Regions from separate parts of the Anas platyrhynchos genome. Here region 2 is linked to region 1. Evidence: chromatin contacts called from public Hi-C data. All regions are on one chromosome and are shown on one strand. The core of a region is the stretch at or near the end of the contact, and the rest is flanking DNA. Distances in the headings are between cores, read along the strand shown.

Region 1 (4,232 bases), core at 1,040-3,539:
TGAATTTCCTTAGCTGCCTTTGCCATATTTGCACCTCTCTTTGTCTGTGCTGTATGATCGGTTTTCTTGGTTAATGCATCAGACACAAGAGCTGCAGGGATGCTCAAAGGGCTTTTTTCCCATACTGTTCTCAAAACAATTGTAGTTGGTTTTTAACAAGCTGATGTGGCAGTGTGCAGAGAGAAATTTTGATAAAGCTATTGCCTCCACTTTATAACTCCCATTTGTCTTCTTACTCACTTTATCACCTCTCCAAGGAGTTCTGGGCAGACTTTAAGAACCAGCTCTCCTTTGCTTCGCTGACCAGAGTCACTCTCACCTCCAGGATAAACCACTTCAGGTTGTGCGTGGTCTAACAATATGACCATGTAACAGACAGTCTGACACTGCTTTTTATTCCCCCAAAGGATGACAAATCAAGCCAAGAGTTAACAATTTTTATTCACCCTGGGAAGAACCGGCGTTGGCTGAGCCACCTGCAATTCACATTGCACAAGGAACTTGCTTGAAGCAACAGTAAAACGGCGGCGGTGCTCTGCCCCCCAGTGACAAGGTCAGCTGCTACTTTGCCTCTGCTTTCTGCTTCAGTTCCCACCGCAGGTTAGGTGAGCTTTGCCTCGAAGTGCAGCCGATGCTTCCATCTCTGATCTGTAACATAACAAAGAAATGTTAAGAACCGCAGGGCAAAAATTAAAGTATTGAAAAGTATTTTTAGCATAATATTTTAGTCTGAGGTGCAGACGAAGGGTGGAAAAGCATTTCTACCTCAGGATGCACCACAGCAGTTTTTTCCACTAATGAGCATCAGCATGCACAGGCAAAATAAAGCCACTATTATGGCAACCCAGTGATGTTCCACCACAGAAAATACTACTTTGCGTGGCAGAAGCAGCTATATTTTTTTAATTGCCCACATTATGGCAAATATATTACACATGCACGCATATATTTTCTTCTCCTACGGTTAGCTAAATCTTTCCCCCACAGCTCCATATGCACTCATAGTTCCAGCTAGGGAAATTACACTCTGAGACAGCAGATATTTTTATCTTTAATGCACCATATGACAATATGCAAAACACAGAATACAAGAAGAAGCTGGTGGAATACAAAAGAGAAATCACATGGCTAGAAGGAAGCATATTTATACTACGTGCATGCCTTCCATGGCAACCTCAATTAACACTGCATGTGTTCATCAAAAGAAAGATGTATGTAACCCTTAAAAAAAAAAAAAAAAAAAAAAAGGCCTCGAACCACCGTCAGAACGCTTTGGGAGGTAAAAACGCATATTGCAGCGAGCAGCCCAACTTCTCGGTGGCTGTCTCGACTACTTGGGGAAATTGTTGAGGAGCGCTTCGCGCCCCGCCGCGGGGAGCGGAACAATTCCCGCGGCCGCTCCCGGCGGCGCCGTCCGGGGCTGTGGCCGCGGCTCCCGGAGCGCTGCCGGGGTCGGGGCCCCGCCGCCGACCCCATCGCGGGCTCCGGGCTCCGGGCTCCGGGCTCCGGCCGGGGCTTTCCCCACCGCGCCGCTTTGCCTCTCCCCGGCTCGTTCCGAAGCGCAAAACGCATCCAGCGGCCAGAAGCACGTGTGAAGGACACCAAACCCGGTGCTCCCGGCACAGCCCGGCTCATCCCGGGAAGTTTTTTTTATTTTATAGGTGGGGGATTTTCAGCGCGGACCGGGAGCCGCCGTGCACCGCCGCATCCCCACCAGCCCCCCCGGTCCCCAAACCCCTCGGAGGGGACGTGAGGATGCTCCTCGGGGCTGCAGCGGCCCCAAGCGGGGGGTCTCCCCCAGGGCCCCCCGCTCCCCGTCCCCGTCGCGGTGCTCGCCCCCCGCCGCCCTCACGCCCCTCACCTGCTGCGCGGCCCGGCCGCGGCTCCTGCGCGGCTCCTGCGCGGCTGCGCTGCCGCCGCCTCCCGCTGCAGCCGCGCCCCCCGGGCCGGCGGGGAGGGCGCTGCCGGCAGCCCCCCGCCCCCCGGCCCCCGCCCCAGCAGCCCCCGACCGGCCCTCGGTACCGGGGATGCTCGGGGGGAGCCGCCTCGCAGCCTCCCCGGGAGCGTGGGGATGGGGAAAAGGGAGCAGCATCCCTCCTCTCACCGGGCAGCCCCCGGATCTCCTGGCAGGCAGCGTCCCTGGCTCTTATGGGAAGCATGCCCTCGTCTTATGGGGACGCATCCCTCCCTCCTGGCATCCTGAGGCTCGCAGGGCAGCAGCCCTCGCCCTCTTCCCCGAGCATCCCTTCTTCCCCTCCCAGGTCGCGCAGAGCATCAGCAGATGCACAAACCGCAAACTACAGCCGAGGCCAAGGTCCTCCCAGCGCCTGAGCTGCGGTTTGCAACTCGGATCCCAAGAGCAGCAAAAGGCTCGGTGGGAGCAGAGCACACCCAGGAGGAAGGGGCTGCTGGCGTTTGCAGAGCAGGTACGTCCTGACAGTGCAGGAAGGAAGAGACTCTTGCTCCTCACAGCTGTTTTTGTCCCACCTGAAACCTTTGCTGGCATCAAGCCCATGCTGTTTGGGTCACTGCGCATTTAGGGCTGGTGGTAAGGGCAGCCAGGTCTAGATTTAGGCCAATCCTTGCCCCAAAATAAGAGATAAGTACCCCTTTCACATGGGCCTTTTTTCTTCATAGCTACTGAGATCTGACTTTAAAAAATTGCATCTCCAGCTGTTACGATTGATGGGAGGGCCCCTGGAAAAAGGACTACCTAGCGCAGTGGAAGAACTACATGAAACCGTAGTTTGAGATGCTTGAATGTCCCCATTCATCTCAACGGGGAGCTTACTGACGCCCACAAATGTTTCAAGGATGTTAACTGCTTCACAGCATGCTTGCACATAAGAAACCAGGCGAGGCAGCATACTTGGAACCTGCAAGTGGCTTCCAGCGTAGGCTAGCCTTAGAAAAATATACATGGCCTCCCCCTTCCCTAGCGTGCTCATAGGAAAAAGGTAGAAGGGGTTCTTTTGGCTGAAATTTCAACCAGTAGGACAGAAGTGTGTATCATGTAACCACAAGGAATTGCCATTTTAAAAGCTCCCCTAAGAGATGTGTTTGCTTGCGTTCACGCAGGATAATAATCTTCATTTGGAAACGGCTCCTCTCCACGGGGTGCACAGTGGGTTCTAATTACAATACACTTCTGCGTTAAAGCTGAGCAAGGCCCCTCAGCGCGAGGATATTTCCCCTGGTTCCAGGCGGAGGCAGGCAGCGGTAATGAGGATTGCTAACGTGCGTGCGCTACCTCCAGGGTGGTTTGAAGGAGGCAGGTTCTAATCAATCCCCTTTGAAACCACCTCACACAAAATTCAATTATTCCTGTCGTTTCAGGGGAAGATGGTAGCACTGAAGGGTATGAGACAAGGGTAATGGATAACAGGTTCAGCAGCAAAAGCAGAGGATCTGCTCAGATGATGGGTAAGCTTTCATGCTTGAAAGAACCTAGCCCCTCCGTAGGCTCTGAGGGTCTTTCTGGTACACACCAACGATGTGCAGCAACCCAGCCAAGTAACACCTTGTTTTGTCCTCATTGCTAGTCAAAAAATCTGTATTGTTTCTTAGATGAAGTGATGCAAGACTCTTATTACAGCACAGCTAGGGGAATGGATGGCCATAACACCAGCTAAGGGCTCTGGGCCCACAGATAGCCTACAGAAAACAAATTTGTACATAATTAGTTTTTTCTCTAGGCAACAGGAAGGGAAGACAACCTTTCAACATTCAGTTAAGAAATTTAAGTATTCTTTGTGTCCAATTTGATAGGGCAAGAACTAACTGCCATACTTAGTCACAATGGAAAGTTAAAAACACTCCAATGTTATTTATGAAACAGTCCTGCAAGACGTAGGGTAGGGACTTCCTACTAGGCTTAAAGTGCAGGTTAGAAAAGCATCTGCCACTCACCTCTAGGGATGCTGAGGGCTGTTTTCCATTATTTGCTGCTGGCCCTTACACTTTGTCACCACCTGTCCCCCCCGTGCATACCAAACCCTCCGACAGTTAGTGCCTGAGCTGCTGCTTTGCCTCCCTGCAGGATGCAGACTAGCGACCTCTTGAACCGTCTCTCTCAAGCACATGTCTATGATCTCATGCTGAACTAAAAGGAGGCTAATCTTAGCATAAATTTGCACTTATCCCATCTTTCATAAGCATCAAACGAAGGTGGAACAGAGCACTTGCGGGAAAGCAGTGCAACAGGGAAGCCTCTGCAAGATGAGAGAAGGAAG
Region 2 (4,232 bases), core at 1,021-3,520, 35 kb before region 1:
GAAACCCTGTAGGCAGGGACAGAAGAGAAGCACCATCTTTCACACCCCAAATAAATGCTCTAACAATGACTTTTACAAAAGAAAGGAGTGTGGCAGACACCACAGGCATGGTATATCTATTGCCAAAACCAAAATTAATCTATGATACTCAGAACCCCCTATTTTTAGTCAATGTATTGGTATTTCCACAAACTCATGGTCTTGTGTTCTGTTTTGTTTTCCACGGAGAGACCATCACGTTATTTTTCCTATTAATTTTCTGGGGACTCATAAGCAGATGCCCCTCTGGTAACCATCCCCAGTGTAGTGGGACAGTTACCTAAAAAAGGAGAGAATAGGTATCACTGAGTCACCAACTCGCACTACTTTTATCATTTATTTTTTAAAGCAGTAGGTTCAAATGAACATGTAAGAAAAAGGCAAATTTTTAGCCCTCGCCTTTGCAAACAGAAAAGCTGAAAGGATGATTTTTTAACATAAAAACCTTGTAACAGGGGAGAAAGAAAACAAGCCCAAGGGAAGGTCTGTTTTTTGCATCTTTCATGCTGGCAACAGTACTGCTGCAGAGACCTTGGCAATGCATTGACACTTTGCCTTACAGACAGGTTTGGAAACCAAGGATTTACAGAAAGCCCTGGATTTCCCAGTGGATTTCCGACAGTCCACCCAGCTTCTGGGATTTTGAGACCTTTGAGGAATGCTCGCTTCTCATTCCCTCTCAGGAGTCCTTGGATGTCTGCAGAACCACAAGGCACACTTGTCTGAGATCATCTCATTTACTATATCTATACACACACACACACACCCCAAAATCTCATTGATGCAAATCACAGTAAGTAAAAACAACACCAGCATCAAGACTTAGTCATTGAGAGGGAAGTTCTTAAACAGCTCTGAAAGGGCTCAATTTTTTTTCTCCCACAGGAAACATGAGAAACAGCATTGTTTTTGTGGTTGTAGTTGCAGGAAGATTTACTATAGTTTTAGTATGCCAGAAGGCATAAGAAAGGATTAAACTTTTTTTGTTTGTTTTCTCCGAATGGTAAAAGTTAAAGTTGTATGTTTTAATACACCATGAGACAGATGTGTATTTTAGAAAATGATTATTAATATGGGGCGTAAGACCATAGTGCACAACAGAGGTATCCCTCTGACTTACAAGAAAATCAAAGATACTGGACACTTCTGAAATCCTAGGTTCTCGGGATGAGGCGTGGCAGGCTGGCAATGTGAAACAAAGGGGCAGTTAAAATCTGGTCTTTGTTTGCCCTTCTTATAATTTCAATATGTTCCCTTACACACACTAATCTGAAACTTTAAAAATACATTTTCAACTGCTTTTTAATAGCAAATGTATACAGGAAACAGTTTCTCTAAAAACATGATGCCCAATATTGACTTCAATTAAAAAGACAGAAGACAGTTGAGGACAAAAATGATCCAAAGAAAGATCTGATAGCATCTCTCCTGTAAAGTTGGCAGTGGTCATCCTAGCACACAAGAAGGAACACGGGCTGTTCGTTTCGGGGCTGAACATTTATAGTCATGACAAGCTGACTCCTGAGTCATGCGGTCGGTTGCCCTGTATCAAATTAGGATTTGTCTTTCTTCATGAAAACATAACATCACAATTAGTTCCAGAATTGTAAAGTAACTGTAGAAGTGGCAGAAGACACATAATTTATAAAACTTGTCCTGTTTTTTTTTTTTGGCATCTTACACCTTCAAAAACTCAGCTTACTAACTTGTCTCAAGAGCATACTGCACAGCAATTTTTTTAGGAGGTTTTTTGAAAGTTGGATGATAATGCAGAAAACTGGTTTATAGCCATGAGAACTACAGAAATGTCAGCTTTTAAAAACATGTTCCTAATTTCTGGCCCTCAGCAGACTTTTATAAAGTCAAATTAGTCATGCTCCATCTTTAAGTCAGTGACAAGCTTCAAACCAATTGAGAATATTTGATTTTTAACCCTTTCAGATCGGGAAGCACCTAAAATCCAGAAGCAGGCATGCTGGGGTTTGAACAGATATTGCCAGCACCTCCTTAGCTTTAAAAGGAATTACCCCAATCTCTCAACATCAGACCAAACCGGACAACTGTCTCCTAGTATCACAAGATATAGAAAAGCGTGGCAGCATGAGAGCAGGGTCCAGCTGCAGCCGGAGGGCACAGAGAGCAGGGGAAGGTGGGAGCAGTTCCTGGTGCTGGGCTGGCCAAGGGGCCCAGCTCATTCCTGGCCTCAGGCCCGGGCCAACCGCACTAACCCAGCGCGGAGCGCTACGTCGTCTATTTCAAGAAAGACGAAGAAAGCTCCAGAGCATATTTGAGGGGTGAGCTGAACGCAGGAAGGTTTCCAATTCCTATAAAGAGGGCAGATAGCATAGATGTGTCTCATCTGCATGCAAGAGGCTGGGCTGCCTTTTTTCCTTATCAGGAAATGGGAGATGAATTAAGAGTGCAGCTTCCACGAAGATGCTGGGGGGAGACAGAGACTTAGTTAAGCTCCAGCCACGCTCCGAGTTCTGCCACAGCTCGTGTAAGAAAACGAGCCCCCTCCCAGCCACTCGTTTCTCCCCTCGTGCCACCCCTTCTATTGTGCTCGCACAAGGCTTGAGACAGAGGCGGGGAGGGAAGCGTAATGGGGAACTGGTCCAGCCAAAAAAAAAATCCCCACAGGGAAAAATAAAGTCCATTGTCTACGTAGCTCATTGTTAAGCGACATAGACACATGCTCCACGACAATGGAGAAGGTGGCACACACACAAGGGTATGAGAGCTGACACGAGGTGGGGAAGAAGAAGAGGCCTGCCAGTGCCCAGGCTGGCACTGCCATCAGGAGCTAACTTGTATCCTCAGCAATAGCTGAGATGCTCACAATGTTTTTAGCACTGCTGTGTTCAAATACAGTAGCGTACTCAAAGTATTCGCTTCTCTGTATCTTTTCTTTTCTATTGTATAACAATGTATTTGTTATACATTCTGCAGAACAGCAGTCTTCAGAAGTGTCTTCATCTCTGAATAAAAATATGCTGAATTGTATTTTCTCCATTAACTATGTTAAATAAAGTCCCCTAGTAAAAGTATAAATTCTTACAGTTCTGTGATATTCTAATCTATCCAAATCAAGGTTTCTCCATGGACCTGCTAGCTACAAATATTATTCTACACAAATGTAAATACTCTTTGAATTAACAAGTTGCCAATAAGCATTTACAAGTATTTTACAAGTGTGTATACATATTAAACATCTCCTCTGATATGAATAAGAAGCTTGGCAGCTTCTGTTATATTTTAAAGCTTACCCAAGGTCTTTATGAGTTTCAGTAAATCCCTGAAATCTAAGAGCTACGCTAGCTACTAATAAATTATTTTCAGGATTGCAACCCACCCCACTGCCAAAATGAGGAAAATAACAGAAAAGAGAAAGCCTCTAGAAATAAGAATAGCAAATCACTTTAAAATATAAGACAGAACAACCAGCAAGCCCTTGTTCCTTTCTGGCTATGCTTTGTCTAATGTGATACGCTCACATGTCCACACTCAAGGATCCTTAAGTGCTTTAAGGGTTTAACGCTCTAACACTCCACATAGTTCCTTTGCATCCCCTTCCTGCACCACATTTAAATGACTGAGAAGCACAAATTTGTTAGAGGAAACAGAACTCTAAATGAAGTATTTTTGCTTCCCCTTCACTATCTTTCAAGTAATGGTAAGACTTCTAGGATATTGTAACTGCAATTGTTTTTTTTTCAGGTCTACTTTCATTCTGTCTACACGGTGACTGATTTTTCTCACAGCAGAAGGGCTGAAACACATTGATTCACACTCCTGCGGACATTATCCCATTCGGGGGAGAACACCCCTTTCCCCAGCAGCAAACACCTATAGGAAGGCTTGGCACCTACCCCTTTTCTCTGTTCAGAGCACCTAAGGTCCTCCTGGCACTCCAGACCTTTTCTTCAACAGTCCAATGCTGTTCCTCTGCATACTGTCACGTCACCAAAAGCATTCTCCCCATCTATTTGGGAGCAAGGCTGCTTTGTTTTTGCCTTATTACCTTTGATTTGTTCTCATATACTCCCCAATTACTTTTCAGGCTATTTCAATCGTTCTTTTTCCTCTGCCTGCATACAAGTAGATCTACTCTAAGCTTCCCTGGCACTCCAATTCATGCTCTTTTTGAGCCTTATTCTGGGCATTCATACGTGTGAACTCCAAGGCACTGTTTT

What was found. A called contact is a pair of places that touch in the nucleus more often than the background predicts.
Region 2: a contact with region 1 is called in a Hi-C map of subcutaneous adipose tissue, with 1.9 times the contacts expected there. The contact joins the enhancer-like site here to the promoter of AKAP5 in region 1. A contact is called at or near these places in 3 of 8 Hi-C or Micro-C datasets (liver, skeletal muscle and subcutaneous adipose tissue).

The regions. Positions count from the first base shown.
Region 1 is chr5:7,852,332-7,856,563 of IASCAAS_PekinDuck_T2T, reverse strand. It overlaps AKAP5 (A-kinase anchoring protein 5), which reads right to left and starts at 2,289. Exons shown (of 2, transcript XM_027458023.3): 1 at 1,862-2,289; 2 at 1-648. The coding sequence starts at 26.
Region 2 is chr5:7,887,084-7,891,315 of IASCAAS_PekinDuck_T2T, reverse strand. It overlaps ZBTB1 (zinc finger and BTB domain containing 1), which reads right to left. Exons shown (of 4, transcript XM_038180707.2): 3 at 1,160-1,221. Among named protein-coding and RNA genes, the nearest start is that of HSPA2, 13 kb to the left of the region's middle. Within about 2 kb of position 2,270, at least 4 of the 8 cell types and tissues checked have an H3K27ac peak or open chromatin away from gene starts, as enhancers often do. A contact at or near this core is called in subcutaneous adipose tissue, where this site is marked.